Regions from separate parts of the Mus musculus genome. Here all the other regions are linked to region 6. A link is a contact called in public HiChIP or PLAC-seq and promoter capture Hi-C data. All regions are on one chromosome and are shown on one strand. Each heading gives the region's core, a stretch centred on a gene start, on an enhancer-like site or on the middle of the called end of the contact. The rest is flanking DNA. Distances are from core to core; before and after follow the strand shown.

Region 1 (2,700 bases), core at 94-2,593, 800 kb after region 6:
GCTGGAAGACAGGACCATGAGTCAGCCTTTAGCCTGACACCATAGCTCCCTGGGGACACAGAGAGCTCTGGCCTGATGTCATCTGTCAGAGAAGCATCCCAGGCCTCTGGATGCTTCTAAGCATCTTCTCTGTCCAGACAAGGAGACAGAGACAGATGCTCACCCAATACTTCTTGAGCCAGGCCAGCTGGAACCACAGAAAGCCACATCATGGACACATTGTGGGGGAGGGGCATCTCTTGAGAACAAAAGACCCATTTCTAAACTCGGCTAACTTGGATGCTTACCCTCAGAGAAAGTTGTATGCGCAGCCGCTCTATCCAGCGTGCACCCGTGCGTGCAAACTGGACGAAGGCATCTGCAGGTGTTTTTAAGCTTTTTAGCGGCTCTTGTGAAATGAATGTTTGTGGACCATTGAAGTGTGGTACTATTGTCTCAGATTCTTCCCGAAGAATTTTCTGTCACTGAAATATCAAATAGTCCTCATAAGGTGTCACTGGTCCTAGATGAATATTAAATCAGTGTTGTCTGTGAATTTGCATGCCCTCCTGATTCTGCTTCCCAATGGGCCCCCTCCACACACAGTCTCCTTACCTAGGTAGCTCCAGCTCACCTCGTGCCCCCTCTTCACCCTCACTTGTACCAGAAGCACAAGGGTACCAATGACATCAGGCATGGCTCAGACAAAAAAAGACTGTTCGACATGCTCCACTGAGTGGGTTGTATATCCTTAGAATTTTTCACAGAGATTTTCATGGAGCAGGGGTACTTGCCAGATACTGTGTGTGCATCCTCACACCCCAGGTACATTTGCACCCTCGGCGCAGCCCTTTGTGGAGCCGCGGACTGGTAGCCCTCTCTTCTCCAGAAAATAGTGACCTCAGAGTTCGGAGCTATAATCCGCCACCGTCCTGACTAGCGTCCCCAGGTCTGCACAGAGGTCTCAAGAAGGGTTTCGCTTCCCCTGCCTCTCCCACCTCAAGCGACTCGGCGGACTCAGAGAATATGGGTCTTGATTCTTAAGCACTTGAGAGAAAGAAAGACCCTCTTCACAAAGCTGCAGGGTGGGGATGGGGCAGGGACAAAATGGGGAGGCAGCTACTGGGGTGGGGCACTAAGGGGCCTGGGTTCTATTGTCCCCAGAGCGGATTGCCCACCGGTGGCCCCTCCTCCGAAGGCGCGGCCAGACTTGCTCCGCATTGTGCGGGCGGATCTCGGTGCCGGTGCTGATGCTGCAGAGCCTGCCGCATTGTGCGGCGCTCCAGCATTGGCCCGCAGCGCTTACATCAGCCAGCGAGGGCGGGGCAGCCTCTTATAAGAGGGCGCGGCGGAGGCTGCCGATCCTCCGCAGCCTGCTGTCCGCCTGCCTTTTCGTCTCTAGCCGCGTGAAGTCAGCATGAGGGAGATCGTGCACATCCAGGCCGGCCAGTGCGGCAACCAGATAGGGGCCAAGGTGAGGCTGAGCCGTCCGGCGTCCTGCGTCCCCACAAGCGCCAGCCCCAGGGCGGTGGGTGGAGGGAGAGAAAGGCGACTCTGGGAGCCGCTAGCGGAACAAAGGGAAGAGCCCAGCCCCTTGCCCCGCTCCTGGGACCCCGGGGTCCCCAATCGGTTCCCCTCAATCACGCCACTCTGCACTGCGCCCAGGTTGCAGGAGAAGGCTGGGGGTAACCCTTCTGACTCGCATTCCCATCCATTCTGCGCACCCACACACACCATCAGGTACAGGGGATGTGGTTGGGGGGCGCCGACTGGGCGTGGCCTTCTTTGAGGTTGCCACTTAAGCCTTGAGTAAGATGGGTGTGTCGGGCAACTTTGGGTGGGGCTCTCCCCTAAAACCATAATGACTGTACATGCCTGGATCCCCACTGGAGAACTAGACAGTCTTCAGGGAGCAAGGCCGCCCTCATATCCCCAACCTTGTTCAGCTCACCCAGTTTCCTTGCCCCACCCTGTTCCTTTGTTGGAGGAGTTCGGCCTGCACTCCAATGACCTTGATCCAGAACTGGACTCTGAAAATCTCCCATCTCTAACTGTGCGCTCCCAAGGCCTCCCAGTCGGGATTGAGCACAGAACAAAGCCGACTGCAAGGATTGCCTCAATTTCCCCTCTATTGTTAGCCCGCATCCAGGTGTTGAAGCCAAGGCAAAAGAAAAAGAAAAAGAAAAAGAAAAAAACGGGGGGGGGGCGCGGGGTTGGTGCAGTGACTCCGCAATCCTACTATCATTAGTGAGGTAGCTGTCCTGTTTCCAAGTCCTTAGGAGACTGTTCCTTACCCAAGGTCACACAGCAAGTGGCAGACAGAACTACTTGATTCCTGCAGAAGCCCAACCTCCACTTGGGTTGCATTTGAGTGGGTGGGGTCAGCTACCTCAATCTTCTCCCTTCTGAACAACATGAAACGGGAGCTTTGTCCAGATGAATGCTGGACGGGGCTTAGGGATGCTAGTTCCCAAAGGAGGAGGTTGGGTAGACAGGTCCTGGGAGGGAGGGGACGAAGCAAAGAGTACCTCTGGAGGCTGTTGCCATAGAAACCGGGCAGGAACAAAAAAGCTAATTACCACGGGCTGGGCCAGTCACGTGGCTGACATGTAAATTACAAGTTTGGCTCTTGGGTGGAGGTTCCTCTAGTTAAAGGGGAAGGGAAGCGGCACCACAGAGACTCCCTAATCACAGGGGAGACAGCTGCTTCTGCCCTACAAG
Region 2 (2,933 bases), core at 35-2,534, 870 kb after region 6:
ATGTCTTAACAACAGCCCTGTCTGTTCTGCTTTGTTCTCAGCCCCAGGCCACGGGCTCATAGACAACTCTTTTACATGAATCACAAGATACAAAATCTCATTTTCTTTTATCACCATCTCCCACTCCAGCGCGGTATGGTGAGGCGGGAGGGATGCCTCGGCACATCCCTTTCCCTGAGTTATCAGCCACAGGACAGGTATAATGTAGAACAGTTTATTTGGGGGCATGGGAAGGGAGTTGAGAAGGGAGTAGAGGCAGTCAAAGAGAGAAAAGAGAAGAGGAGAGGAGAGGCTGGCCAGGAACCCGTGGAGAGGAGGAAGGAGGGAGGAGTTGGGGAGAGAGGGAGAAAGGGGTCAGGGAGAGAAGAAAGTCTGAGAGAGAGAAGGGGAGAAGGGGCAGAGAGAGCGAAGACATGGAGGGGGGTATGGGAGTAGGGGTCGGGTTGGGAGGGAACAGACCCTTTTATAGCAAGCCAGGCCTTGTTGCTAGGTAACCGTTGGGCGGAGCATAGAAGGACTGCTAACACTATGGGTGACAATGGTCTTCTCCCGGGCATCTGTACCTTTGAAATGTAGTCAAGGTAGAATCTGAGTACACGCAGATGCCACGTGTGTCGTGGACAGCCCCACTGTCCAGAAACTGGTTCATCCTGAACACCCACACCTCCCTAATGCCAAGTCCAAATTGCTAGTCCGCACAACTGCAGGCAAATCAAAACTGGGGTGACTCTATATACCAACCAAGTGCTCTCCCGCAGAGCAATGCCACAGGCCCTCACGCTGCTCCAGACCGTCCCGTCGCTCCCTGCGCATCCGCAGGAATAAAAATGTTGTTAAGTAAAATTAAACAAGGGTCTATGACGTGGATCAATGAGACAAGTCGTGCACCAAATAACAGTTCCTTTGTTCACGATAGGTCTCGAACCACATCTAGTCTGGATGTAAAATACCGGGAGCACCTCCAACCGGTAATACTAGTACCCTCAACCAGGGAGAAGTAGCCTCAAAATTTAATTACGTGAGCCGCGTTACCCCGAGGACCCACCGAAGCCATTGATGTCGTTGACAATGCAAAATTTAAAATACGTCTAAAGGCCCTTGGTGTCTAGGTCAAGTTGGCCGCGGACCATCCGCCATCAGCTGTCAGGCAGCGCGAAGCGACACTCGGGTTCAGGATCCTAAGGAGCACGGCCGCGAACCAGACACCCAAAGAGAGGTCCGAGCCGATGCGGCGGCCAGCTGCGCACGCGCGCCCCCGAGGGCGTGGTGCACTATGATCCGCCTGCTGCGCGTGCGCGCGCCCAGGGGGCGGCGCGAGGTCAGGGCCGGGGGATGTTACTGCGGCTGGTGGGGGCGGCGGGCAGTCGAGCCCTGGCCTGGCCTTTCTCCAAGCTGTGGCGATGTGGCGGATGCGCAGGGAGCGGCGGGACGGTCTGGAGCAGCGTGAGGGCCTGTGGCATTGCTCTGCAGGTGAGCAGGGCAGCGCTGGGGCCACGGGTTCCGGGCGGCGTGGCGGGGGCCGCGCTGGGCGTCGCGGTGACGTCATCGGCCTGCGGCTGGGCCGGGCGCAGCGTCTTCCCGATTTCTGCCTCCGACTCCACTAGTGTCTACCTACGGCTGATCGGAACACTTGAGCGGGTGCGATCTAGCCATTATCCAGTTAGCTATTGCAGGGCCCCACTTAAAAGGTAGTAGCCTTTATTCATTAAGGAGGCGTAGGTCTCCATACTAAGCAGAGAAAGATGGCCACCATGGAATTCCCGCCACTGATGCTTCATTTTTTAGATAGTTTAGCCTTACTAGATATTTTATCACCCCTCACAGGTACATCTGCCAGTAGTAAGGAGGCTCACCACGGCGAAAGGGAATATCCATGCAGATTATCCATCTTCAAATAAATGCGTGTTACCATCACAGGGGCCATACAGCCGTTCTTCCTCAATTCAGTTTTGGTCTTGTTCCCTCTTAATATGACAGTAGTGTGGTGTAACGGTCCATGAGCAAATGTCCATTTACCCCAGCTAGGGCACTCACGATAGGTCAAAATGATTCCATTCCTCTAGCTTTGTGAACCAGTGAGCTTATTGGAATTAAATATGGCCGCACCGGGGAAGGTTACTTAACAGGAGTGACTCAAAAGCAGTTTCATCGATGAAAGGCTCACATACAGGTCACAACGCAAGGCGAACCTACAGTCAGTACCACTGAAGAGGCTCCCTCCCCTCAGCAGTTCTTTCCTGCCTGTAGAACTTTGGGTCTGGGGGCCCGTGGATTTTTTTTTAAGCTTCTGAGCATAAGGTTTATGGGGCTTCTTGAGGCTTAAGAGCTTCCCTCTCTGTAGGGGGGAATCTCTGGGTTTGGAGGAGGTAGCTGCACAGTGGGTCGGGAAAATGCCCTCAGGTTTGTTTCTAGTGCTGTGCATTGCACAGTCATTTCAGGTCATGTCGCACATCCTGTTCCGGTGGGTGACCCGTTGAAGATCAGTCATATAGTGATTGTTATAGACAGTTCTGAGTTGCTGTGGGCCAGTGTCTTTGTGAAAGAAGTACATTGGATGGACTTTGACTTGGTTGGGTGGCTTTTCGTGGCGAGACATCAGAGTGCCCACTCACCCTAGACAGAGCACTGGTAACAGACCAAAGAAAGGTGTTGTGTGACACTGCTCTTAGGGAACAAACATTACCCACGGCAGATAGGGAGCGGGCAACAGACCACGGTAGAGTCCATCTGGTGAACTAGTGAGTTTTGGTGGAGTTACTTACAGAAATGACTCCAACAGCTGCATCATCAGCGCCCATCCCAGTGTGGGATGGCAGACAGCTCAGGAAAGCTGGAAACAGAGTACTCTGCTCGTTCAGCAGGTTAGAGAGTGACCGTTCCTAGAGCCTGTTCCAGGCAGCTCAGTCTCTGCTTCACCCAGGTTGCCAGGCTAC
Region 3 (2,856 bases), core at 92-2,591, 710 kb after region 6:
ATTATGAAAGATTTCAATCACCCTCATGTTTCTATATATGCGTTTTCTGTCACAGTCTGTGTTTGCTGCAAAGAAACAATGTTTATCTTAATATTTAGAACAATTCCAGTGTCTGCAGTGAATGTTTCAGTCAAAGTGTCTCCAAGAGAGGGCTGTCCATCCAATTTGGGTGCAGCGCATGTCAACAAACGGTAAAGTCGGCTTCTGGGACAAAAAGCATCCCTTTGTCAGCAGTGAATTCCTCCACCCCACACCCACACAGGTTACAAACACTGCTCTCTTCCCCTGGGTGTTTCTCTGGAACACCGCTGAGCCATCTCTCCAGCCCCCAGAATTTCTATTGCTGTAATAAAAACACCATGACCAAAAGCAACTCGGGATGCTTCTTTCAGCTTACAACTTGTACTCCATCTTGCTGGGTGTGGTGGTGCACGCCTTTAATCCCAGCACTTGGGAGAGAGAGGCAGGCGGATCTCTGAGTTCGAGGCCAGCCTGGTCTACAGAGTGAGTTCCAGGACAGCCAGGATTACACAGAGAAAAACAAACAAACAAACAAAAACCAGATTGTACAGGAATCAACCCTCCAGCCCCTCGAGTACTTTTCCCAGAAGGAATTTATTAAAGCCTTTCATGAATTATTAAATGTACTACCCAACTACTTTCATCTCCAAAGACATAAAATATAAAATACACTCAGCTCTCCTCCCACCTGGTTTGCCGGCACCAGTTACTCGCCAAGTACTCAGGCTTAGAAGGACATTAAAAAGATTATGATCTGGCTTGGCTCCGAACATCCAACCTGCTCAGCCAGGACAACTTCCTCTTACCTCTAGCAAAAGGTCATGCATATTTTGATGGTATCTCAGGAGTTTCAGAGCAGAATCCTTTAATTTCTGTTCCCTTTCAGGATCATATTTTTGCTTTTTGACTCTGCCCGCTAAAGATATTTTAAAAAGAAAAAAAAATTGCTCAGAAAATTATAGTGCAACGTACACAGGGTGACACGCTGCGCGGAGGTCCAGAGAGAAGCTGTCCAAGTCTGGACAGTCACCTAGCGCTTGCAGCAAGCGGCAGGACCAGGAAGCCTGGGGCCCATGGCCCTAAGAGGACCAGCGCGGCCCAGGACGGCTGACTCGCGGGCAGGGCTGAGCCACGCTGGGATCTGAACCCGGACCCCGAAGAATGGAGGGACCGCACTGGCGCTGGTTGGGGGTCAGAAGGCAGAAATGGCAAGACCTACCCAGCAGCTCGGTCCAAGTTTTTCGGAGGCCCCGGGGCCCACCACCCATGGCAGCACCCCTAGCCGGCGAGCCCGGCATAGCGTCTGGAACACCGGCTCTGCAGCCCGCGCTGCCTTCCGATTGGCCGCGGCCAGGCGCTGGCGCTCATTGGCTAGGAGCATGCTTGACCACACCCCCGAGGGCGGACCCTTGCTCTGTGGCCCTCTTCCTCTTGGTTGTAGTACTTGTCCCGGAGTCTGGCTGCGTTCGGGTGGCAGAGAAGGCAGTATGGTGGCAGCCTTGGTGCAATACACCTGCGCCTGACAACTTAGAGGGAAAGTGGCGCAGAATTGCTAATGGCCCAGAGCTTGGCCTGGGGAGATCACGTGACAAACTGGACCCAGGTTTTCGGTAAAAAAAAAAAGCACTTTTACCTGCTTTGTTCAAAACTACACAGGATCGATCCGAGTACTCTGCTGTGCTTATTTGACTCTGAGGGAAAATTGACCAAAGGAGTTCTGGTGCTGGGGTGTGACTTTCAAGGGTTGAAATTAGAGTTGCTATCACTCCCCGCTAAGCGCTCAAAGTACTTAGGAAGGAAAAACAGCCACAAAAACGCTGTCATTCTTGTTTCTTCCTTTTTTAAATCCACCTTACGTGCGGGGCGGTGCTGTAATCTCAGCATTCCGAAGGCAGAGGCAGGTGGATCTCGGTGAGTTGGAGGCCAGCCTGATCTACCGAGCGAGTTCCAGGACAGCCAGGGCTACACAGAGAAACCCCGACTCTAACAAACAAACAAGCAAACTGAAGGAGGGCATTATGTGCACTGCAGCCACTGTCCTTGATTTTCAGCATTACCCCAGGTGTGTGCACACGCAGACACTAGTGGAAGACAGGACACTAGAGACAGGCTTGAACCGGCCATAGTAGCCAGGTTGTGATTAAAATTCACCCAGCCTGGAATCAGTCAGCAGCTGGAGGAGCCATTATCAGAGCCAGAGCAGAGCAGACAAAGATTGACCGAAGTTTCCCAGGAATCAGGCTTATCTGCCTCCATGACCTGGAGGTGCTACGGTCACACTGGGAGCCAAAAAGTCACTTTACCCATCAAAGAGAACACTTAAAGATATAAAACTGAAGAGAACCAATTTTTTTTTAATGTATTTCTACAAAATTTCATCACTATGGCCAGGACTCGTCCCAGTTCAGGATCAAATGTGTCTGGCAGCCCCACGTTGCCTCTAGCATCAGAAGTGCCCTCAGAGAGGAGCATCAGAGAGCTGCTCTGCCTATTAGAAGATGTGGCTCAAGGCTGGCTCAGTGGTTAAGAGCACCGACTGCTCTTCCGAAGGTCATGAGTTCAAATCCCACCAACCACATGGTGGCTCACAATCATCCATAACGAAATCTGATGCCCTCTCCTGGAGTGTCTTCAGACAGCTACAGTGTACTTACATATAATAAATAAGTAAATCTCAAAAAAAAATGGCTGTACTTCCATCATTGCCCACAAGGTGGACCCCCTCCAACACAAGCCCTCCCCACCCACACTGTTCCTCCCCTGCTACCCTGTTGTTGTTGTTGTTGTTGTTGTTGTTATTTTGAATGAGTAGGTTGGTGAACTCAGAGATACACT
Region 4 (2,851 bases), core at 346-2,845, 900 kb after region 6:
TTAAGCTTGTGGGCTTGTTCTTTCTTTCCTCAGAGAAAGAAAGAAAGAAAGAAAGAAAGAAAGAAAGAAAGAAAGAAAGAAAGAAAGACAGACCTCTGCCCTATACAAGGGGGCTGCCTGTATTGACAGCCATGCTAACGGAGGCTCAGGGGCACAGGCAAGTTTCCAACATCGCACAGCTCAAAAAATAACTCTGAGCTCTACAAGCCAAGTCCTTGCTCTCCAAACCATCTACCTTCTGGTACCCACGGAGCTGGTGCTGGGAAGACCCAGGGTCTGGGGACTGTCAATAGCAAGAACGCTGGTCTCCCATAAAAACAAAACAAAGCACAACCAATCCCACTGGCTGGAAAGTGTCTGGCGCTTAGGCAGATAAGGGTTTTCAAGCAGGACACTGCTCCCCGCCTGTAGACATAGGAGCCGCTTGGGGACAGCTCCCACGGGCAACCCTTTGGACTTCAGAAGAAGCCATCGTGTGGCTGGGTTGCAGGCGGAATGGCAAGCTGGCCAAATCCTCAGACACTTGGTGTTTCCTTGGGATGGGATCTTCAGGAAATCCTAGAGGTGTTGGGTATGGCTAAGCAAGTGATGGATTGTTCAGATTACATCCAAGTTCCCACAGCGATGGATCCCTGAAAAGCTTTCTGGAAAGCTGAGACGCAGGGTGGGTGATTTTTAAGAGTTTTCTCTCTATTATCAGCCACCCGCCTGTGGGCACGCTCCAAGGAGGGCAGACCCTGCGGTAAGATGTTAACCTCAAGGGTCTTCAGCTGCTGGGAGAGGCCGAGGAAGGAGCACACCATTCACACCTTCCCTTCCAAATATATGGCAGCTGGGCAGCTCGGAGGCCGCTGCCCTGCAGCACCAAGAGCTCGGGTGCATGCGCCATGACCTCACAAAAACCCCAGCTCAGTCGGGAGCCCCAGACCCCCTTCCGCCTCTTGTCATTCCTCCTGGTATCGCGGCTGGGGCGAACAAAGCCTACGCGTGAACAAGCGGGTAGCATCGCCCCTACGAATCCCCTCTCCAGATCCCTAACTCCGGCCCCTACACGCCCCTCCCCCGCTCCCAGGCTCGGCTGGCAGGGGGCTCAGGACGCAACCCCTGGTCACCTCCTTGGAGGGCAGTCCGCAAGCCTTCCGGAGCCCGGAGCTCGCATATCAGGGAAAGAGACGCAGTCTGTGTTTGCCGAGCCGGATACCCGCACGTTTCCAAGGATCTGGCCCGGCCCCCTCCTCCGCCCCTAGCTCTGAGTCGGACGGGCGGGCTCAGAAGGCATCAGCGGGTCTCCAGGCCCCGGGAGTAGCTGGCTAGTGGGCAGAGGGAGGGGCTGCGGTTTGTTGTTGGGTTCTGGGGGCCGGGGTCGGACTCACCTCCCGGACCAGCGCCCTCGGGAGACTCCATGCGGCCAATGGGGTCCGCGGGGGGTGTGGGCAGCGGCGGCGACAGCCCGGGTGCCCCAACTGCTCTGGTGACTACTGAGTCCGGGCTTCGGGCACAGCGCATCGGGGCAGCAGCTAAGGGGCCGCGGTGGCGGGGAGGAGCCCGCGGGGCGGGGCGCGCAGCTGCTTCTGGCGCCGCTCCCCTCCCCATCTCCAGCAGCCAGCAGCACAGGTGCAGCCCCGCCCTGCTCCTCGCGCGCCCCCTGCCGACCCGGCCAACAACAACCCCCCCCCATCCCACTCCCACCCCCCCACCCCCACCCCCACCCACCCTTCTGCAGGGACGTAGCCCTTTGCGGACCTCCGACTTCAGCTAGCTTCCCTGGCTCCTGCGCACTGAGCTGCGCGCTGGCTGCGGTCCATCTATCCATCACAACCTCGGGCTTTTGTGGGGCGCCAGCGACATGAGGAGCCTGGCAAAAGAGTTAGGAGAGGAGGTGCCACAAGAAGGGCCAAAGCAGCCCCAGAACCCTCAACTGATAAGCCTGGAATTGTGGACCTGATTAATGCTATTGAATCCATATTGAGAGTACAAGTCCGGGAGGAGTGGGGGGTGACCTGGTAAAAAGAAGGCCTTGGATGTATTGATAACCCACAGCTGGAGTCCCATCTCCAAACGCCAGTCCTGCATCAGACCTGCTTGCATGGCACAGTGTGCCATTTAATTTTACGTCGACTTAACACAGCTGAAGTTATCTGAGAGGCGGGAACCCCAATTAAGAAAACGCCTCCATAATGTTCCGCCGTAAGGCATTTTCTTAATTATTGATGTGGGAGGGCCAGGCCACTGTGGGTAGCGCTATTTCTGAGCTGGTAGTCCTGGGTTCTATAAGAAAGCAGGCTAAGGCCAGGCTAAGGCTAGGCCTTGGTACCACAGACCTTTAATTATCCCAGGGCTGAGGCAGAGAGGCAGAGGCAGGCGGCTCTTTGAAAACAGCTTGAGCAAGTCGTGAGGAGGAAGCCAGTAAGCAGCTCCTCCTCGGCCTGGGCGGCAGTTCTTGCCTCCAGCCTCCTGGCCTGCTTTCCCTTCTGGCCCTGACTGCTTTTGTCGACGAACAACGGTGTGGAAGTGTAAGCCGAGTATGTATTTCTCCCCAAGTTGTTTCGGTCGTGGTGTTTCCTCACAGAAATTGTAACCCTAACTAAGATACACAGTATCTCTTTACTCCTAGAGATCTAAAGATGCCCGGCACAGAGACCGACAGACAGCAACTTTCTCCAGGTTGCACAATTCAGGGTTAGAAGTCAGAAGGCCCAATCTAAAATCCATTTACACTTTTACAAAAAAACAAAAACAAAACAACAAAGGAAATTATCAGAGAAGATGAGTTATTCATAACTGAACAGGCTGAGGGGAATTTGAGTGGATGAAATAAGTTGGTACTGCCTTGGGCAGAATGGATGGCTAG
Region 5 (3,082 bases), core at 36-2,535, 600 kb after region 6:
GACAAGGGTCCATCTTCTTCCCAAGGGACAGTCTAGGATTCTTTTTTGCTTGTTTGTTTTTGTTTTGTTTTTCGAGACAGGGTTTCTCTGTATAGCCCTGGCTATCCTGGAACTCACTTTGTAGACCAGGCTGGATTAAAGGCGTACGCTACCACGCCTGGCTCAGTCTAGGATTCTTACGTCTTCTACAACAATGACACAGTACTTTAGCTTTCTACATTTCAGAAAGCAGTTTAAAAACAAAACAAAACCTCCATTACAGCCCTAGGCGGTGGCACAGACCTTTAATCCCAGCAGTGGGGAGGCAGAAGTAGGCAGATCTCTGAGTTCAAGGGCAGCTTGGTGTATACAGTAAGTTCTAGGCCAGCCAAGGCTACATAGAGAAGCAGTCTCATACAAACAAAAACTCTATGATACTAGCCCATAAAACCTATTATGAGTTCCTTGGGAGTCTAGAGGTTGGAGCCACGGCAGGTCGAAGTGACTCGTGACTCATACTGCTACGGGTGGTTCCCTTCCAACCTGTTAACCTAAGGTTAACCGGGCCCTCCTACTAGGAGGGAACCCAAAATCCTACTGTTTGGCACTTGAACTCCTTTGTATCTTAATTACTATTTCTCTGGGTACTTTTCTGGTGCCTTCTGACCACACTCCGTTGTCCCCAAACAGAAACAAAACAAACAGGGAGAGTGGCTAGTGGAAGTGGCCTGGATCGGGGGTCGGGTGTAGGATCATTTGGACAAGATTCAGGGTTTGGATCCCGGGCGTGGGGTGCAGGCCTGGGGAGATCTGGTAAAGAAACAAGACCCAGGGGTAAGAGCTGGCTGGGGGTCTGGAATCAAGAATCGGGAGCTGGCTTCTGCTGGGTTGTGCGATCGAGGCCCAGGAGAGGGTTTCAGCTAGGATGTCAGGGTTCAGGCACCGGGTCGGGTCCTGGTGGCTACACGGGCTGCAGGCCCCAGGGCAGGTCCTAGTCGGAGGTCTCGAGCCCAGTGAGCTGGGGGCGGGTCCCGGTCCGAATACAGGGTATAGACTATGGGTCCCAGGCCCGGGGGGATAGAGTCTGGGGCTGAAGCCCGGGGCGGGTCCGGCTGGGTTATGGGGCTGAGGCGAGACGTCCGCAGACTCCCGCTCCGACCCCGAAGTGGATGACAGCCCCTTACCGTCCATGGCCGGTCGGGCTAGCACAGCCCTCGGGGCGGCGCAGGGGACGCGATGTTACGGACCCGCTGTCTCCGCGAGGGCTTCCGGGGTCGCCACCGCTTCCGGTCGCGCGGCCGGCTGTCGCGAGAAGATAGCTCCGGGGCGGGGCTTGGGCGGGGCCTGGGCGGGGCTCAGGCACGGCTCGCGCGGCACGCGGTTGCCATGGTAATGAGCTCCCGGAGCCTAGTGTGGGTTTTGTGAGTCGGTCGGGTTAACCGGCCCCGAGGCCGCCCGGCTGGAGCGGCGGGGTCACCTATGGGCCAGTCGAAAAGCAAACCCAGAGAGAAGAAAGGTAAAGGGCGCCGCCTGGCGGCGAGGCCCGCCCTCCGTGCGGGCGTCCGCGGGCTGTAGGTCTAACGGCTTGTCCGTCCGTGTGTTTCAGAGGAGGAGAAGAGCACTACCACTTTAGTTACAAAGTCTAAGGAGAAAGTAATGGAGAAGGAGGCCAAGCAGTCTGACAAGGAGTCGCAGCCTGCCGAAAGCCTGTTGTTCGCGACATCCAAGCACTCAAGGCCGTCGTCTTCGTCTGAAGGTAGGGAGATCCAGAGGAGACCGGCCGCGGCAAGGCAGCAGGGATGGGACCTCTTTCTAAGGATGATGACCCGGGAGGTAAATATTACAGGGTTCTCGGTGCAGGGAAGGTGAGCGAGAGCACTGCCCTTGGCTCTAGGCTAGGCTATAACAGGGATTTCAAGGGCATCTTGTATATCTGGAGACCCTGTTTCAGAAGGAAAAAAGAAATTGAGACGAAACTTGAGCGATCCATAAAGTGTTCCCCAAAGAGGGTTAGTAGGGTGCTCTCTGGTCCCACAGTGATCCCTTCAACATGTTACAGCTTGGAGCAGAATTCTCCTCGGGTGATTGGCCAGGCTGCTGTGTGACTGACTCCTGAGCGGAGAGGGCTTGGTGTCCCTCAGCCTGGCCACAAAGATGGGAGGGCGTCTCAAGGTAGAAAGGACCGTGAGTGGGACAAAAGTGTTTCTTTTCACACCCAGCATTTGGCAGACACCAGAAACTGCTGCGAATTCCACTTTTCCCCGAGGCAGACGTTTGGCCTGTTTCTACCTTTTATAGTAGCTTGGTATGGCCACACAGAAGGAAACGTACAGAGCCTTCCGACACTGTGACACCCCCCCCCCCCCCATTGTCAGAAATAGAACTGTTGCAGGTTTAAAACAAGGAAGGCATTAGGAATTGGATGCTTTGTCTTTCTGGTTCCAGAATGGAGGCCTGTATGAAAAACAGAGCCCTAGGAGGACCTACCCCAGGCTCACTGCCGGAATCTGGTGGAAGCCAGAGGCGCAGTAGCCGAGGACAGTTGAGAAGGATTGGAGGTAGAAAGCACAGACCCTCCTCTCATTTGAGAAAGAGGTTGAGGCACCCATGGGTCTTGGGGAGGCAGTTTGAAATCCAGGTGCTGGGACTGGATTTCTGAGGTCTGACCTTGAAGCTTAGGGGCCCCTCATCTGAGGCTAGAAGGCTACACAGAGGCTGCAGACCTAGGGAGGCTTGTGATGTGATATCTGTCGATCAGGGCGCTTTTAGCTGATGACAGAAAAGCCAACTAAACAAGATTTTGTCACCCTGTGGTTTGATGTCTCACCAAAGATGGGTCAGAGATGGCGACCACCACCACCATGCCTGGCATCGGCATCGAGGACTCTGTGCTCCATTGTGTCGCTTTCAACCTCAGGAATGTCTTCCTTCACAGTGCCAAGGGATCTGGAAGGCTGCAGCCTCACAGGCACACAGACCATGCTGACCCTTAAGAGATGTGGGGCCTTGCTTGCTATTGGCAAGGAAGCCTTTCTGAGATAGGCTTCATCTGCCCAGCCTCTCTAAGATGGCTCCAGCTCTACAAGTTTGTAAGGCATCAGGG
Region 6 (3,052 bases), core at 427-2,926:
CCCAAAGTCTATCAGTTCAACGTTCTTCAGGAGTCTCAAGGGAGTGTCAGAGAAGACCTCTCCTCACAGGCTGTCATTTGGAAAAGAGCAGAAAACTGACAGACGAGCCTGTAGTCAGTACTTCTGGATCAAACCAGTGGAAACAAACAAACCGAGCCAGTGCGATTTGGCCCTAAAACGACTTAATACTGAAAGGCACTATATATGTATGAAATCTCTCTCTATATATAGATCTTCAGTACTGCTCATTACTGTGCAAAGTCTGCTATTAGTGACCAGGACAGGAGCCAGAGAAGCCAGACATCCATTGTGTGAACAGTCAGCATCCACAAAGAACGGGAAGCTGGAAGGGGTTTCCTGCAGTGGCTTCTGGGTGGTGGGACTTATGTACAGGACTTTTTAGATCTGTATTTTTCTTAGTAATAAAAAACTACTAAGCTAATGTTTATCAAGTGGGATGTTTACTTTCTTTTTCTCCTATTAAGTCTCTAAAATTGGAATGGCGAGATGGCTCAGAAGGTAAGAGCACTGACGAGTTCAAATCCCAACAACCACATGGTGGCTCACATCCACTCATAATGAGATCTGACACCCTCTTCTGGTGTGTCTGAAGACAGCGACAGTGTACTTATCTATAATAATAAATAAATCTTTTTTTAAAAGTCTCTAAAATTCAACTTATTTTACATATATAGCACCTCTCCATTCTGATGGGCCCACAGATCGCTAGACAGCATCCCTCTCCCCTTTTTGAGGAGGTAAGTGTGGATCAGCACAGGTCTGAAGGCCCTGCAGAGGGCTGGTTTGGCTATTAATTAGCCTCGGCCGGTATTAGCCTCTGATTTGTTTCAAATCATCCTGAACTGGATGTGACTCTGATTCTAACAATAGCCAACAGATGTCACTCCACAGTGTGTGTCTGGGGGTGGGGGGGTGGGGGTGGAGGTGGGGCTGGCAGGCTGAGACTGCGAGGAAGGCACAGTCCATCTAGTTCTGTTTGGATAGTTCCATCTGACTTAGTGTTCTACATGACTGATTTCTAAGCTTTCATGTCACTTCAGGGCGACAGATTTCTCAGACAGGGACACTGAGGGAGATATGCCCCAGGGCAGAATTCATAAATGACCACAGGCTGCACTCGCAGGTGACATTCTATGCCTGACTTTGTGGTCAGAGTTCCCCCAGAGGTCAGGCTGGAGGTGGGCACCAAGGCAGGGCCACCTGTTGAGGGGAGGAGAATGTCAGCCCGCTCTCGGGAGGGGAAGTAGGAAGAAAAGGGCCTCCCTGAACACCTACCCCCACTGCGGAAACAGTGAAAGATGTGACACCGGGCTCTGGGCCTCCCTCGGGTCACTGCTCATCCGCCGTGTGGCTGCCCTGTGTCTTCCGTGTCCCCCCGCCGCGTGGCCCCACTTACATCGTCCATGAGCAGTAGCACGATGTTGGGGGGCTGCGGAGCACCTGCGGCCAAGAGTCCTAGGGCACTCAGTACCAGCAGCAGCTGCTGGGCTGCGGTACAGGCCGCCATAGCAAACCAAGCTCCCGCTGAGGAGTCAAGACCCAGTCCCAAGCCTGCCGCGGTTCCTTTTGGACTGTAGGGCGGGCCCTGGCGGCAGAATGAGAGGAGGGGCAGGGCCACGGAGAAAAGAAGAGGGAGAGGTGGGGCCTAGGCTGTCTGAGTGACAAGGGAGTGGGCTGGGCCTTACGGGAAAGGGGCGGGACCAAGGCCGGACCTGAGAGTCTGGGCGGAGCCATGGTAGAGAGAGGCGGGCTCTGAGCCTCGGTGGGAGGAGAATGGGCGGGGCCTGCCTCCACATCGGGTCACATGATGTGGCGCACAGCCTGCCAATATGGCGGTGTGCATCGCGGTGATCGCCAAGGAGGTGCGTGAGAGGCTGCGGGCGGCGGGCGGCGGGCGGCGGGCGGCGGGCCTCCTTCCAGCCATGGTCTTGATCTTTTCAACTCTGAGCTCCAAGCCTCAGCCAAGCCCTATGATCAGGATCCTTCCGGCTCGCTTTCGCTGACAGCTGACAGCCGTCCGCCGCCAGTTTGCAGGCCTCCGCCTCCGGGTTTTGAGATCCCCCGGGAAGCTTAGCTGGTCGCTGCAGCCTGCCACCCGTCGCTCTACGCGTTCTTTTCACGGCCTCAGCTGCCTTCCGCGTCCGGTCTTTCTGCCCCGCCTTCCGGACCGTCCCCTGGCTGCCCAGCCGGCGCTATTTAAATATAAGCCTGGCGCGGCTCAAGTCAGCCTAGAATCCAAGTGCTTTTCTTTGCCTTAGGATAGTCCCCTTCATGTCTTTTGCACCCTTCTACTCCACCGTGAAGGCCTGCAAACCTCTAGACAGCATCCCTCTCCCCTTTGTACCCTCTATTCCCAACTGTCATCTTGCTGGCCAACATATATATTCATTTCTTTCCGGAAAGCTGTTTATGGATGCTAAGACAGCTCCAGAGGGCCACAATATCCTGTTGCATGAAGCCTGTATCCCTATTAGGCTTTTTCTGAGATCTGCCATTAGGGATTAGACTGCTGTGAAGCTGTCAGTATGAAAGAGGGAGTTATACCCCCAGGAGGCCACCAAAACCAAAACTCATGTCATAGGCAGCTGCTGCTTTGATAAACTCAGGAGGAGGAAGTCCAGTATCTATGCTGAAGGGTCCTGATTTGGAGACTCATTCAATGTCTCGAAGCACTGAGAACAGACCACTACCCTAGTGTGGCACGTTAAGAAATAGCTAGTGCCCCTGCTGTTAGGATGACACTACAGAGTGTGCTGGTGGTTGAGGCAGAGGTGATCCTAGGAAGAGAAGTGTCAGGGTATGTTGTTAGGCTGTGCTCAGGTTGGCATTCCGGAGTCATTTCTGCTCACTTCCTGCCCCTGTGCATTTGTCTCTACTGCTTCCACCCTCCCTTCCTCCTCCTTTCTGGTACAGGTGAGAGAACTAGGGCTTAATGCTGCGACTCAAGCACTCCACTACGGAGTTACATCTCTGGTCCCATATTGCTTTTCTTTTTGGCACTGGGAATTGGACTTAGTGCCCTGTGCATGTC
Region 7 (3,076 bases), core at 135-2,634, 620 kb after region 6:
GCTGGCGGTTCCCAGGGCTGACCTCCAGAACCCCATAGTTTGGCACTCTGCTCCCAGAGTGGTGGCCTGTAAGCCAGCTCCACAGGAGGCGAGTCCAGCCCTGGGGAAGGCTCACCATACAGACTGGCCTCTGAGCTCTCATCTTCCTGCAGGTCCTGATACAGGTCCACTGGGGCCCCATAAGTGGCAGGTGTGCCCCGAGGGGGCAGAGGTGGTGGCTCCTCATCTTGGGCCAGGCGTTGCTGCAGCCAGGCCACACAGGAGGCTACATCCCCACTAGCCCGTCGAGCTCGGAGCAGCTCCTCGGCTGGTAGTACGCTTGTACCCAGCTGAGTCAGGACCTCACTTAGGATCTCACACTCCAACCGAAGAGCAAAGCAACCTAGGGCCACCTGCACCAGCTGGCAGGCAGGGGGTGGGGTGGTCACCATTAGGCGGTGGTTGTCCCTGCGCACGTAGCCCATCTTCTGGAAGCTTCGAGTCAGGAGCTCCTCAGAGAGTACACCCTTCAGCACATGCACATAGCCCCCTGAGAAGGTCTGTAAGGAAGGGTCCTGGTCAGACATGCACTTCCATAAAGGTTCCTAGATGTAGCCTATGTGGGTTGAGCCTGCCTTGACCTCGGTGCACTTCTGAAGCTCCTGTCCACCCCCTGATACAGTTTCTATCTGTCTGGAGTGAGCTTGGATGTCAGACATTGTTTTCCTCCAAGGGAGAACCTAAACCCTTGTGTATGCTAAGCAAGCATTGTGGTCGAGACAAGGTCCTTGTTGTATAGCCCAGCTTGACCCCAAACTCACCATCCTCCTGCCTCAGCCTACAGGAATATTCCACTGTACCTCGCTGGCAGGTAGCCTCCCACGACTGTAGTATTCCAGAAAGTCCAATGTGCTTTCTAGATCCAAGCTACCAATGGAATCAAAGCTCCAGGGTTTAAGCTTGGGTCTTTCTAAGTGTGACCGTCTACAACAGCTCTAGGCTTCCTTGGAGCACTTCTGTGCATAGCACCCTTAGGGAGAGGATGTCTACACACAAGGAGCACTGGCCAGAACACCCTCCTTAGGGCGTTGCACCTCGACTTAAGAGAAAAGGGGCTTTTCCCTAAAACCACACAGCTAGGAGGCTCTATCCTTGCCAGCTCCACCCCAACACTATTTCTGAACTATTCAGTGTGAAGGCCACGCCTGGCTGCCTCTGTCCTCTGGGGCGGATGGGTGGGCTTCTAGCTTGACAGAACTGAATGAAAGTCCTGAGATCTCAGGTATTCCCGTGGAGCAGCAGGCTGGTGGGGTGTGGAGGGGGAGACGTTACCATGACAACCGGTGGAGGTTTACCTCGCCCACGTGCATTCTGACGTCATTGCCTTCCCACTCAAAATTAGCTCAGAGCGGCCCTACCCCCTCTAAGTGGTCTGCCATCTGACCTAAGGACTAGGCCAGCCCTGGACCTGGCCGCCTAACCTGGACCCAGGCAGGAATAAGATCCCTGCTGTTCTGATCTGCTGTTCTCTTCCCAGTCTTAGCAGCCTCCTTTTACAGATGGGGACCAGTCCACATCTTAGAGGAGTTAGGATGACCATAGGACATCAAGTACCTCCCTCACCCACCCACGTCTACCCTAGAATTTCCATGGCAACTAGGGCAGTGAGACTACTTTGAGGACAGCCATATAAGTTCTAGGTGAATGACTGGTAGGCATGCATCCCAACACGCCCACGAGCCCTCAACGCAGAACCCTCCCCTGAAGAGGATCTGCAGCCCTCAAACAGCCTGGACAAGGACGGGAGTGAAGGAGCACCACTGATGCCATACCTTGATAGTGGTGAACTCCTTTCTCCAGGGCAGCAGGTACAGGTGCACAGCGGCCAGCTCTAGGAGCTCAAAGGCGCGGGCCAGATCTTGGAGGGCCGGTGCCAGGTCAGCCCGCCCCCACAGGCCATCAGTGAACAGGGCTAGCGCATCGTCCTGTAGCGCCCCGTGCAGGTCAAAGTCTTCCACCAGAATCTGCCAGAGCACCGCGCGCAGCGAGGGGTCGCCGCAAACGCCCGCGCGGCCGCGCCGCAGCTCGCGCTCCAGGCACTGGCGATAGTCCTCGGACAGTGAGCTGCTGCCCATCCTGATCAGGTCCGGGATGAGGTGTCAAACTAGAGACCATGTCATCTCAGCTGTGTGTGCGACTCTCAACCCCGCACCCAGCAAGCCCAGGGCTCCCTCCAACCTGGAAATAGGGACCTTGGCAGCTTAGCCAACTCTCGGAATCTATGGTCCCTGAGACGTGGACGCTGACAGCTCAGTGACCACAGTATTTGTAGCCTCCCCTCCCCAGGACACCTTCAGCCCCGCTTGCTGAGCGTCCTCGTATCAACAGCTCCGCTCCCACTAGCTGAACCTCTTGCAGCCAGAGCCCCTCTCCCACTGACGGTCCCCGTGGGCGGCGGTGCTACCTGCTAGTCGCCAGCTATTCCAGAGAGCTCCGCTTGGGCCTGGGTCTCTCCTCGCTCTTCCGCAGAAAGTCAAGCCCGCCCCTTGGCCTTGGTCGTGACGTTGGTGGGCGAGGCTGGAGTCGGGTGCCGCCCTTTCGGCTAAGTAGGAGGGTGGAGGTGTAGGCGTGGCCTGGGCGAAGCTGGGCGTGGCCCTCCCCTGCAGCTCACCTTTTGAAGTTCTCTCAGATTCACTAGTTAGTCTTTCAGCTAGTCTGAGTGGGAGTACACAGTGGGTGTATGATCACTGGTCGCCAAGATGTGCCTAGCGGAACCGGTCTGAACCAGGCTGGACTTTGGCTCCTCAAGCCAACCCACAGAATAGCCAAATACCGGCTAGGCGGGGCCTGTCTTGGCAGATCATGGACCAAAGGAGGTCAAACACACGTATTTAAGTACAATTTAAAACGGGTGGGGTGGTGGACTGCCCAGTGGGTATGAGCACCTGCGTGGCAGCTCATTTTTTTGTCTTTAACTCCAGTTCCCAACATCCACTTCTGGCCCCTGCATCTGGTGTTTTTGATGCACATGCATGCAAACAAAATAATTATAAATAATAGAACGGGAGGTCCTTCGGACTGCCTCTGCAGGCTTTGT

Evidence for each region. Promoter capture Hi-C pulls out the DNA fragments that hold promoters and counts their contacts. HiChIP or PLAC-seq counts read pairs in DNA pulled down with a chosen protein or histone mark. Capture Hi-C pulls out chosen DNA fragments and counts their contacts.
Region 1: a contact with region 6 is called in a promoter capture Hi-C map of liver, with 5 times the contacts expected there. The contact joins the promoter of Tubb3 here to the promoter of Galns in region 6. A contact is called at or near these places in 4 of 39 promoter capture datasets (hippocampal neurons, liver, maxillary cranial neural crest and 1 more) and 1 of 115 datasets of contacts at active chromatin or transcription factors (microglia).
Region 2: an H3K4me3 HiChIP or PLAC-seq map of bone marrow-derived macrophages shows a contact between it and region 6, with 5 times the contacts expected there. The contact joins the promoter of Afg3l1 here to the promoter of Galns in region 6. A contact is called at or near these places in 2 of 39 promoter capture datasets (both in liver) and 1 of 115 datasets of contacts at active chromatin or transcription factors (bone marrow-derived macrophages).
Region 3: a contact with region 6 is called in a promoter capture Hi-C map of pre-B cells, with 4 times the contacts expected there. The contact joins the promoter of Fanca here to the promoter of Galns in region 6. A contact is called at or near these places in 7 of 39 promoter capture datasets (the C10 cell line, cranial neural crest, hematopoietic stem and progenitor cells and 4 more), 1 of 484 Hi-C or Micro-C datasets (embryonic stem cells), 5 of 115 datasets of contacts at active chromatin or transcription factors (T-cell acute lymphoblastic leukemia, astrocytes, embryonic midbrain and 2 more) and 3 of 9 other capture datasets (adipose tissue, liver and macrophages).
Region 4: a promoter capture Hi-C map of hematopoietic stem and progenitor cells shows a contact between it and region 6, with 3 times the contacts expected there. The contact joins the promoter of Dbndd1 here to the promoter of Galns in region 6. A contact is called at or near these places in 4 of 39 promoter capture datasets (hematopoietic stem and progenitor cells, hippocampal neurons and liver).
Region 5: a contact with region 6 is called in a promoter capture Hi-C map of liver, with 5 times the contacts expected there. The contact joins the promoter of Chmp1a here to the promoter of Galns in region 6. A contact is called at or near these places in 21 of 39 promoter capture datasets (the 3T3-L1 cell line, the C10 cell line, the HPC-7 cell line and 13 more), 1 of 15 datasets of contacts at CTCF or cohesin (large pre-B cells), 34 of 484 Hi-C or Micro-C datasets (B cells, CD4 T cells, the G1E-ER4 cell line and 25 more), 22 of 115 datasets of contacts at active chromatin or transcription factors (the NIH/3T3 cell line, the SCID.adh cell line, SST interneurons and 15 more) and 5 of 9 other capture datasets (adipose tissue, embryonic stem cells, liver and 2 more).
Region 7: a contact with region 6 is called in a promoter capture Hi-C map of fetal liver, with 5 times the contacts expected there. The contact joins the promoter of 4933417D19Rik here to the promoter of Galns in region 6. A contact is called at or near these places in 22 of 39 promoter capture datasets (the 3T3-L1 cell line, the C10 cell line, the HPC-7 cell line and 13 more), 7 of 484 Hi-C or Micro-C datasets (B cells, CD4 T cells, CD8 T cells and 4 more), 8 of 115 datasets of contacts at active chromatin or transcription factors (SST interneurons, bone marrow-derived macrophages, embryonic forebrain and 5 more) and 3 of 9 other capture datasets (adipose tissue, embryonic stem cells and liver).

The regions. Positions count from the first base shown.
Region 1 is chr8:123,410,210-123,412,909 of GRCm38.p6, forward strand. It overlaps Tubb3 (tubulin, beta 3 class III), which reads left to right and starts at 1,344. Exons shown (of 4, transcript NM_023279.3): 1 at 1,344-1,453. The coding sequence starts at 1,397. Mc1r (melanocortin 1 receptor) reads left to right here. Exons shown (of 1, transcript NM_008559.2): 1 at 1-535.
Region 2 is chr8:123,476,578-123,479,510 of GRCm38.p6, forward strand. It overlaps Afg3l1 (AFG3-like AAA ATPase 1), which reads left to right and starts at 1,285. Exons shown (of 17, transcript NM_054070.3): 1 at 1,285-1,470. The coding sequence starts at 1,333.
Region 3 is chr8:123,317,235-123,320,090 of GRCm38.p6, forward strand. It overlaps Fanca (Fanconi anemia, complementation group A), which reads right to left and starts at 1,342. Exons shown (of 43, transcript NM_016925.3): 1 at 1,241-1,342; 2 at 828-937. The coding sequence starts at 1,319.
Region 4 is chr8:123,513,860-123,516,710 of GRCm38.p6, forward strand. It overlaps Dbndd1 (dysbindin (dystrobrevin binding protein 1) domain containing 1), which reads right to left and starts at 1,596. Exons shown (of 4, transcript NM_028146.4): 1 at 1,374-1,596. The coding sequence starts at 1,506.
Region 5 is chr8:123,211,503-123,214,584 of GRCm38.p6, forward strand. It overlaps Chmp1a (charged multivesicular body protein 1A), which reads right to left and starts at 1,286. Exons shown (of 7, transcript NM_145606.3): 1 at 1,164-1,286. The coding sequence starts at 1,170. Spata33 (spermatogenesis associated 33) reads left to right here and starts at 1,356. Exons shown (of 3, transcript NM_177279.4): 1 at 1,356-1,495; 2 at 1,586-1,735. The coding sequence starts at 1,459.
Region 6 is chr8:122,609,811-122,612,862 of GRCm38.p6, forward strand. Galns (galactosamine (N-acetyl)-6-sulfate sulfatase) reads right to left here and starts at 1,677. Exons shown (of 14, transcript NM_016722.4): 1 at 1,418-1,677. The coding sequence starts at 1,528. It overlaps Trappc2l (trafficking protein particle complex 2-like), which reads left to right and starts at 1,816. Exons shown (of 5, transcript NM_021502.2): 1 at 1,816-1,883. The coding sequence starts at 1,851.
Region 7 is chr8:123,233,707-123,236,782 of GRCm38.p6, forward strand. 4933417D19Rik (RIKEN cDNA 4933417D19 gene) reads left to right here and starts at 1,385. Exons shown (of 3, transcript NR_045849.1): 1 at 1,385-1,847. Spata2l (spermatogenesis associated 2-like) reads right to left here and starts at 2,552. Exons shown (of 3, transcript NM_030176.3): 1 at 2,444-2,552; 2 at 1,812-2,143; 3 at 1-539. The coding sequence starts at 2,114.